Regions from separate parts of the Triticum aestivum genome. Here region 2 is linked to region 1. Evidence: chromatin contacts called from public Hi-C data. All regions are on one chromosome and are shown on one strand. Each heading gives the region's core, a stretch centred on a gene start, on an enhancer-like site or on the middle of the called end of the contact. The rest is flanking DNA. Distances are from core to core; before and after follow the strand shown.

Region 1 (4,870 bases), core at 818-3,317:
TGTTCTTGTCATTGACACCAGCTACACAGAGCCGGGGAATCCCACAGTCCTGGCTAAGCACACTGCCAAGGAGGAACTTGTCTAAGGCAATGATCATGAATATAGGCATCACGTCCGTGACAAATAGATCGACTCCTGCCTACATCTACTACTATTACTCCACACATCGACCGCTATCCAGCATGCATCTAGTGCATTAAGTTAACAAGAATGGAGTAACGCCTTAATCAAGATGACATAATGTAGAGGAATAGATCCAACAATATGAACAAACCCTATCTTTTTATCATTAATGACAACAATACAAATACGTGTCATGTCCCCTTCTGTCACTGGGAATAAGCACCGCAATATTGAACCCATTACAAAGCACCTCTCCCATGGCAAGAAAAAACAATCTAGTTGGCAAACCAAATCAATATATCAGAGAGAAATACAAAGCTATCTTAATGATGCATAAAAGAGTTCAGAGAAGAATCAAATAATATTCACAGGTAATCTGATCATAAACCCATAATTCATTAGATCTCAACATATGCATCGCAAAAGAATATTACATCGAATAAATCTACAAGAACATCGAGGAGAACATTGTATTGAAGATCAAAGAGACAGAAGAAGCCATCTAGCTACTAGCTATGGACCCATAGGTCTGTGGTAAACTACTCACACATCATCAGAAGGGAAGTAAGGGTGATGTAGAAGCCCTCCGTGGTTGAATCCCCCTCCGGAAGAGTACCAGAAAAGGCCACAAGATGGGATCTCGCAAGGACAAAAGCTTGCGGCGGTGGAGAAGTTTTTTTGGTGTGCCCTCTGGTCTTCGGGGAATATTTGAGTATTTATAGAAGAAGAATTAGGGTTAGAGGTGCCACAGGGAGCCCACAAGCTTGGGGGCGCCCTCCGAGCTTGTCACCAATCGATGGCTCCTGTGACCTCCTACCGAAGGTTCCTGGGTGTCTTGTGGTCCAAAAAAGTCGTCAAAATTTTTCGTTTCATTCGAACTCCGTTTGGTATTGAGTTTCTGTGAAGGCAAAAATAATGAAAAAACAACAACTGGCACTTGGTACTAGGTTAATAGGTTAGTCCTTAAAATGATATAAAATAGCATATTAATGCATATAAAACATCAAGATTGATAATATAATAATATTGAACAATCAAAAATTATAGATACTTTGGAGACGTATCACCGGGCTAAAAACACAGATACGTCCCAGATCTGCGTGTTCGTATTGGACACCGTATCCGATACAGATTTGAATCCGATACGCCGATGCGCCTCGACACGTGAAACGACCGAAGGCGCGTGTTTCAAGCGTCCTATAACAGAAGATTGCAGAAGCGAGCCTCCCCAAAAAAAGCGAGCCTATGCACAAAACATATTTCTAGGCCAGCCCCCAACCCTAACCACCACCACCATAGCTTCTGTACACGTCGCCGCCTCGACCCTCCTCTTTCCCGTCCGACGGCCTCTCCAGGCGACAAGAGGATTGGGGACCCATCCATCTCGTTTTATTTGTTCTAGGATTTTTGTTTCTTCGATGACACCGACGAGGTGGTGGCGGCGATGTTTTGTTGGAATAAGGTCTCTTCCCTATCTTGACTACGGCCCATCGGGCGCTGACGAAGGACTTGTGAAAGTTTGTATCCTAGATTTGTTGGTTCCCTTCAGATCTTGGTAGTTCGCGTGTCTTTTAAGGAGAGCTATTGGCTGACTATTGGTCTAGCGACTTCGACATCTTCTTTTTGTTGTTCTGTGCCTTGGCCCGATTTCTCCAACCCTCTGAATCAGTGGTGATGTATTGCAAAGGTCTGGTCACAGGAAAAAAGGGGCTATTGCGGTCTTCAAAACCTGATATCACAAGCGCGTTTGCAGGCGTCGCTTTTCTTTACCATGCAAAAAAAAAAGGCGTCGCTTTCCTTTACTATTGGTTCAGTATAATTTTAATTTTCGACGACGAGAAGGTGAAAAACTAGTATACTTTTCGATATAATTTTGCATTTTACTGTTCATTCTACATCCAGTTGTCTATCTAGTATAGGCTTTTATTTTCCTTAATACTTAAAATATTAATCAGTGAACTAAAAATCTAAAAAAAAAAGAAAAAAAAAAGGAGCCTCCCACCTCGAGCGGACGACCAGAGTCCCTTCCCCGAGCGCGAGATCTAGGGTTCATAGCCGCCGCCGGCCCACCGCCGCGGCTCGCCCAGTCGGCCGAAGCCTCCGCTGCCCGGCCGCAGGTACAGGATCCCAGCAGCGCCTCCCTCCGTCGGGCAGCCGTTCCTACCAGCAGCGCCTTCCTCCCTGGAGCAGGCGCTCCCGGCCAGCAACGCCGCCGCCCGGAGCAACGCCGGCGACCAGTCCATAGGCAGGTAGCCACCAATCCTTCGTCCTTCCTCCATCCTCTTGCATCCTCTGTTTGTTCAAAAAAATTCCTGTTTTTTGTGTTGGATGAGTACTTGCTGTATACTGTATTTGATATTGCGAGAATATAACGATGATTATTTCTAGATGACTACTTGCTGCATGGTTTTTCCAGTGCATGTTCAAGTTAACATGTGAAAAGGTTTTGCTTGATAGGTGTTTGTGATAATGCTTGCAGGGGCAAATTTTTACAAATTGTAGTTTGAATTTATTTTTCAGATGAGCAGATGTTTTGGTTTAAACATGTTAGCAGTGAAACATGCAATGATTGACGATATATGAAAATGAAAAGATCAAGTTGTTTTATCTGCACCGTCTTTACCTGAAACCAAAGCTTAGCAGTTAGCAGTAACATGCAACTTGAGAGAGCAGGAGCTTTGTCTTGGTTATACTGGCCGGAATTGGTAAACACATTAGTACTTTGTTTATGATTGGGAATACAGTGGTACTGTTATGTTGTTAATTTTAACAGTCAGACCTAAAATATTTCCATTTAAAGTGATTGTTTCTCCTTTTGCATGTTAGCTGATTGATCTTCAGGTTCCACCTTTTGTGTTATGCCATGATAGATGTACAACTAGCTAATGATTTGATTTGATGCATTTTACACTTACTAAAAGTCTAATTCTACCCCTTTGAAACTTGGAGTTGGAACAGGGCATCAACATTGTCAATTGGAGGGACTTGGAGCTGCTCCAGCATCCACAGTAGAGCAAACAAGAAGGTAATCTGCTGTTCCTAGCTTCTATACATTTTTTTTTGTGAATTAAAAAATAGTAAATGCATCCCCGTATTAGCGCTTTACCAAAATGCCAAATTTACGTATCCATTTTGGCCTGATACTGATACAAGTATCCGTATTGATGCATTTTAGGAGCCAGGTGTTGATTGGAGATGAATGCCCCTGACCGCTATGAGCGCTTCGTCGTGCCTGAGGGCACAAAGAAGTGAGTCTATTCTAACACCACACTTTCTCCAACATTTTTCTAGAAAATGCTTCAATTGTGTTTTGTCAGGTATAGACTTTTTTGTGAAAAAGAAGGAGTGGGATGCAACCAACTTTCTTTAAATAATTATTAAGCATTTTAAGTTCTGTCATTGATAGCCATTTTGTACCTGTTCATGTGATCCTTTTGGCATGCAGTTATGAAAATCTGATGCTTTGAACCGTTTTTACTTTTATTGCAATTATTAAGGCTTGTGGTAGTTTCTACCTGCTGTTTTGATTATGGATGTAATCCTTGCTATTGTGTATTCATGTAATGCAGGGTATCCTTTGAGAAGGATACAAAGATCATGAATGCTGCATCTTTCACAATTGAACGTGAGGACCACACCATCGGCAACATCCTCCGCATGTAAGTGTAGATAAACTGCGTGCCTTTTTTTCCTTGCTTATGTTCATCAGTTCACACCTTATAATTTTCTTCTATATCTATGAGATTCTGCAGGCAGCTGCACAGGGACCCAAATGTTCTCTTTGCTGGCTATAAGCTGCCTCACCCCCTTCAGTACAAGATCATTGTTAGGGTAGGGTGCATATTTATGTTTGTTCTATTCCTTTGTCGGATTAGAGTTTACTAGTCTCACATTTAATTATGTGGGCAGATCCATACTGCAAGCCAATCCTCCCCAACACAGGCGTATACCCAAGCAGTCAATGATCTAGACAAGGAGCTTGAGAACCTGAAGCAAGCTTTTGAGGTCTGTTTCTTGTCCATAGCTCAATAGTTAGCTACACCTTGTAGCCTCCAATATAGCATTGAATAGCGTGGGCCTGTATAAAAGCTAGTACCTTGTGCTATTAAGGCCCCCTTTGTTTGGGCTATGGATTCCTGAGAATCAGCTATAGCTTGGATTCCTAAAATCAGCTACAGCTGTAGATTTTGAGAATCAGAAGCAGACTGTTTGTTTACCCTGATTTAGAAAACCCAGATGTGTTGTGAAATGTCTGCAACTGCCCTGAATGCACTAGTGGTCAATTACAAAACTTGCAGAACTCACAACATTAGTTGAACAATTGCCAAATCTTCTAATCCATACACACTCGTTCGGGCTGGGAGCACACACACACATCTGAGCCAAAATTCACTAGAAAAAAAAAGCGACTAGAAAAGACAAAAAAAAGCCAAATAGTATGGCAACAACCGAACACCAAGAACAGGGAAGATCATGGAAAATCAGGTGGAGCTTGGGACGCCAAGAACACATGATCTAGCCACGTGAACCAACATGGGGACGAGGGAGGAGGTGGATGTTCTGATGCTCGGGATGCTGGGGTTTGTGAGGCCGGACCAGATCATGAAAAGGGTGGAGCACAGGACGCCGGAGAGGGGTGGGCGCAGGAGGACTCGGGGGCCAAGGTGGACCTCCGGTGTGGTGCAGCTGGACCTCCAACACGGTTCAGGGAGAGCTTGGGCCGGCGGCGCAGCGGGAGATCAGGGGC
Region 2 (4,870 bases), core at 1,944-4,443, 330 kb before region 1:
GAAGATGGCGACTTGCATTCGTAAGGTGGCCTCAGAGGAGTTTGGAGTGTCCAGGGGAAGGAGAAGCGAAGATAAGGATACCTGGTGGTGGAATGATGATGTCCAGAAGGCGATTAAAGAGAAGAAAGATTGCTTTAGACGCCTATACCTGGATAGGAGTGCACACAACATAGAGAAGTACAAGATGGCGAAGAAGGCCGCAAAGCGAGCTGTTGGTGAAGCAAGGGGTCGGGCGTATGAGGACCTCTACCAACGGTTAGGCACGAAGGAAGGCGAAAGGGACATCTATAAGATGGCCAAGATCCGAGAGAGGAAGACGAGGGATATTGGCCAAGTCAAATGCATCAAGGACGGAGCAGGCCAACTCTTGGTGAAGGACGAGGAGATTAAGTATAGATGGCGGGAGTACTTCGACAAGCTGTTCAATGGGGAGAATGAAAGCTCTACCATTGAACTGGACGACTCTTTTGATGAGACCAGCATGCGTTTTGTGCGTCGAATCCAGGAGTCTGAGGTCAAGGAGGCTTTAAAAAGGATGAAGGGAGGCAAGGCGATGGGCCCGGATTGTATCCCCATTGAGGTGTGGAAAGGTCTCGAGGACATAGCGATAGTATGGCTAACCAGGCTTTTCAATCTCATTTTTCGGGCAAACAAGATGCCAGAAGAATGGAGACGGAGTATATTAGTACCAATCTTCAAGAACAAGGGGGATGTTCAAAATTGTACTAATTATCGTGGAATTAAGCTGATGAGCCATACAATGAAGCTATGAGAGAGAGTCATTGAGCACCACTTAAGAAGAATGACAAGCGTGACCAAAAACCAGTTTGGTTTCATGCCTGGGAGGTCGACCATGGAAGCCATTTTCTTGGTACGACAGCTTATGGAGAGATATATGGAGCAAAAGAAGGACTTGCATATGGTGTTCATTGACTTGGAGAAGGCCTATGATAAGATACCGCGAAATGTCATGTGGTGGGCCTTGGAGAAACACAAAGTCCCAGCAAAGTACATTACCCTCATCAAGGACATGTACGATAATGTTGTGACAAGTGTTCGAACAAGTGATGTCGACACTGATGACTTCCCGATTAAGATAGGACTGCATCAGGGGTCAGCTTTGAGCCCTTATCTTTTTGCATTGGTGATGGATGAGGTCACAAGGGATATACAAGGAGATATCCCATGGTGTATGCTCTTTGCGGATGATGTGGTGCTAGTTGACGATAGTCGGGCGGGGGTAAATAGGAAGTTAGAGTTATGGAGACAAACCTTGGAATCGAAAGGGTTTAGGCTTAGTAGGACTAAAACCGAGTACATGATGTGCGGTTTCAGTACTACTAGGTGTGAGGAGGAGGAGGTTAGCCTTGATGGTCAGGTGGTACCTCGGAAGGACACCTTTCGGTATTTGGGGTCAATGCTGCAGGAGGATGGGGGTATTGATGAAGATGTGAACCATCGGATCAAAGCTGGATGGATGAAGTGGCGCCAAGCTTCTGGCATTCTCTGTGACAAGAGAGTGCCACAAAAGCTAAAAGGCAAGTTCTACAGGACGGCGGTTCGACCCGCAATGTTGTATGGCGCTGAGTGTTGGCCGACTAAAAGGCGACATGTTCAACAGTTAGGTGTGGCGGAGATGCGTATGTTGAGATGGATGTGTGGCCACACGAGGAAGGATCGAGTCCGGAATGATGATATACGAGATAGAGTTGGGGTAGCACCAATTGAAGAGGAGCTTGTCCAACATCGTCTGAGATGGTTTGGGCATATCCAGCGCAGGCCTCCAGAAGCTCCAGTGCATAGCGGATGGCTAAAGCGTGCGGAGAATGTCAAGAGAGGGCGGGGTAGACCGAATTTGACATGGGAGGAGTCCGTTAAGAGAGACCTGAAGGATTGGGGTATCACCGAAGAGCTAGCTATGGACAGGGGTGCATGGAAGCTTGCTATCCATGTGCCAGAGTCATGAGTTGGTTGCGAGATCTTATGGGTTTCACCTCTAGCCTACCCCAACTTGCTTGGGACTAAAGGCTTTGTTGTTGTTGTATTAGTGATTGATAAATAAATAAACCACTTTCAAAGTTTGCATTTCTACCGTTCATGTCCAGCATGGTTCTTCAACATAAGGTGCTAATTTTGTTCCAAAAGGAAAACTTTTTCTGCATTGACCCATTCTAAAAATGAAAAATCTTTTACAGGGCATATTTTTCGTATTTAGAGTCGCCAAGAGCCAAGTATCGTTCACATGTCCCACATCGTCATTCTTCCAATTCACTTAATACCCCCTAATTAGAACCCAATAGAAAAAAATGTAATTTCCTTTTCTGGCCCATGGATAACCAGAATAAGTACTACATATTCTAATGTAAACCATTTTAAAAATATTCTTCAAAGTTTCTACCTATATTTTCATTCTTTTATGAAATTACATATATATATAGTACTCCCCCTGATCCAAAATAAGTGTCGTGCCACGACAGTTCATTTTTGAACTAAAACCACGACACTTATTTTGAATTGGAGGGAGTACTATTCATGCACTTGATGAATTGCTAGCCCATGCGGGCTGATGACTAGTACGCATAATTACTGGCAACAGACCTGAGAAGCATTGGAACAAAAATATGCACGCATGCGTGCGAATCCACCAGAGTACAAGAGCAACAAATTAATGAATTCAAATCGAATCTCACATAACCAATCTCTCAAGAATCCACTAGCTTATCGATCAACGAACAACAGAAAGAAGAACAAAAGAATGAGAAGCCTCTGCGCATATACAGGCTCAGAAAAGCTTGTACGGGGAGGAGGCGTCCAACGGGTGGATGAGGTAGGTGAGCACCAGCGCCAGGATCATCAGAAAGTAGGCAACGCCTTGGTCGACCGAGGATGCTGCACGCATCGACGAGAAACAAGTGAGAGGAAATTCAGAAGGAAAAAACAATTCATAAGGGGACGATGCTGGAGTTTGATAGCTCACCGTCGCTGGTGGGCGCCGGCGCGGGGGCCTGCGCGGCGGCGAAGGCTGGCATGAAGACGGCGAGGACGAGCGCGGCGGCGACTACGAAACCAAAGAGGGTTCTCGCCATGGCAGCCGCGTATCTTGTGAGAATAGATGCCTCTATCTCTCTCCTTGACTCTTTGCCTTGTCCTCACGTCCTGCCGCCTCTTGTGCCACTATATAACCTCCCTTGATAATTGATTGATTATATAACGGCTCTCTCCTCTTTGCCTCTCCTGGAATTCGCTGGACCTCGCTGGGATCGCGATGGCGTCTTGCGCCAGCGCCGGGGCCCGCTCACATGGGCGACCGTTGCTGAATTTCTTTTCCGTCTTTACAGTCTGGATCCTGGATTGAGATTGGCTGTCTATGCGTTCGTTTGTGCTGCGCAATCATCTGGCCGCAGAAACATTCCCGTTTGTTTACTAGTTTGGTTGGACGAGACGCCGAATCAGATTCACTACATGCGAATAAAATTCAAGTTTTTATTAATGCACATTATATTGCTAGCAAGTACTTGCAGCCGGGGAATACAAAAGTAGTAGTACGAAAATCAAATCACTCGGGCGTGTTTAGTTGTCTAGTGGTAGATGACAGGTCCAATACGACCCCTCCTTGCGACAAAATTTGTAAATTCCAAACATCTTTTGAAATTCTGAAAAAAAATAAAGCAAATTTTTTTTTAAATTCTAAACAGTTTTTGAAGAGTTTGAATTTTTTTTGAAATTTTTGAGGATAAAGAGCAACAAATTAATGAATTCAAATTCTGAACATTTTTTAAAGGAAGAAACAAAAAATAAAAGACCGGGAAAAAGGATAAAGAAAGCAGCAGCAAAGAGAAAACTGGTTTAAAACTCTTCTAGAAAGTTCCTAAAATCAGCAAAAATCGGCATGGAACCTTCGCACAACCAGAACGAGAACCCTCCGCTTAGTTTGCTTACCGCTGCCACTTGGTTGCTAGCTCGGCCGTGTGCGTTGCAGCGACATTTTACCACAACGTTTTCTTTTGAAACGAGGCAAAAGACTTGCCATTTTCATTAATTAAGGAGAAGGTCTAGACATAAGCCGTAGAGCGGCAAAAAGAAAAAGACCACTCTCGCAACATTAGAGTACTCAGGTGTCTGGCTCCAGCCAGCGCCCAGAGATGGGCTTCCTCTTTGATCTTGGCAACAACAACGGGAAGTCGGGGTAGCCGTGTTGCGGAAAACTTTAGCGTTTCGCTCCTTCCAAATTTTCCACGAGACAAGCATCATCACGGAGACAATCGCCTTCTTGATGTAGCGGCCTGAGTCGATCATTTTTAGCCACCAATCATGAACAGAGACCTCATGTCGCCAAGTCATTGGTGATTGACCGTGCATGCCTAGCCAAGCGACGACCTCATTCCAAACGCGGACGGTGAATCTACACTGGAATAGGAGATGAGCAGCGAACTCCTGAACCTGCTTACATAGGGGGCAAAGGGCGCAATTTGGCCATCCCCGTCGCTGCAAACGATCGGCCGTCCACACTCAGTTTTGAACGATCAACCAGGCAAATAACTTGCACTTAGGCGGAGACCAAGCCTTCCAGATTGTGGTAGAGGTTGGACTGAGAACTTGCCCCGCGAACTGTGCCTTGTAAGCTGTGGCCGCCGAATATTCACCACTGGAAGTGAATTTCCAAGATATTGTGTCCTTCGTGTCTGAGTTGAGAGTAACATCATGGAGCATCTCCCAAAGGGCAGCGAACTCCTGGATATGGGTTAAGGTGAGGCCCGTACTAGTATTGATCTACCTGATCCAGAAGTTGTTGTCCAGGGCCTTGCTGACCAGGCACTCCTTCTTTTTAGATATCTCAAAGATCTTGGGCGTGACATCTCTAGGTCGGAGA

What was found. Hi-C and Micro-C count contacts between places; a contact is called where the count stands out from the background.
Region 2: a contact with region 1 is called in a Hi-C map of leaf, with 2.3 times the contacts expected there. The contact joins the promoter of LOC123089036 here to the promoter of LOC123114249 in region 1. A contact is called at or near these places in 2 of 5 Hi-C or Micro-C datasets (leaf and an unstated tissue).

What each region holds. Positions count from the first base shown.
Region 1 is chr1B:174,534,019-174,538,888 of IWGSC CS RefSeq v2.1, reverse strand. It overlaps LOC123114249 (DNA-directed RNA polymerases II, IV and V subunit 11), which reads left to right and starts at 2,067. Exons shown (of 7, transcript XM_044535659.1): 1 at 2,067-2,372; 2 at 3,082-3,148; 3 at 3,299-3,371; 4 at 3,693-3,782; 5 at 3,876-3,954; 6 at 4,033-4,128. The coding sequence starts at 3,319.
Region 2 is chr1B:174,866,353-174,871,222 of IWGSC CS RefSeq v2.1, reverse strand. LOC123089036 (arabinogalactan protein 16) reads right to left here and starts at 3,193. Exons shown (of 2, transcript XM_044510935.1): 1 at 2,978-3,193; 2 at 2,572-2,889. The coding sequence starts at 3,086. The coding sequence ends at 2,783.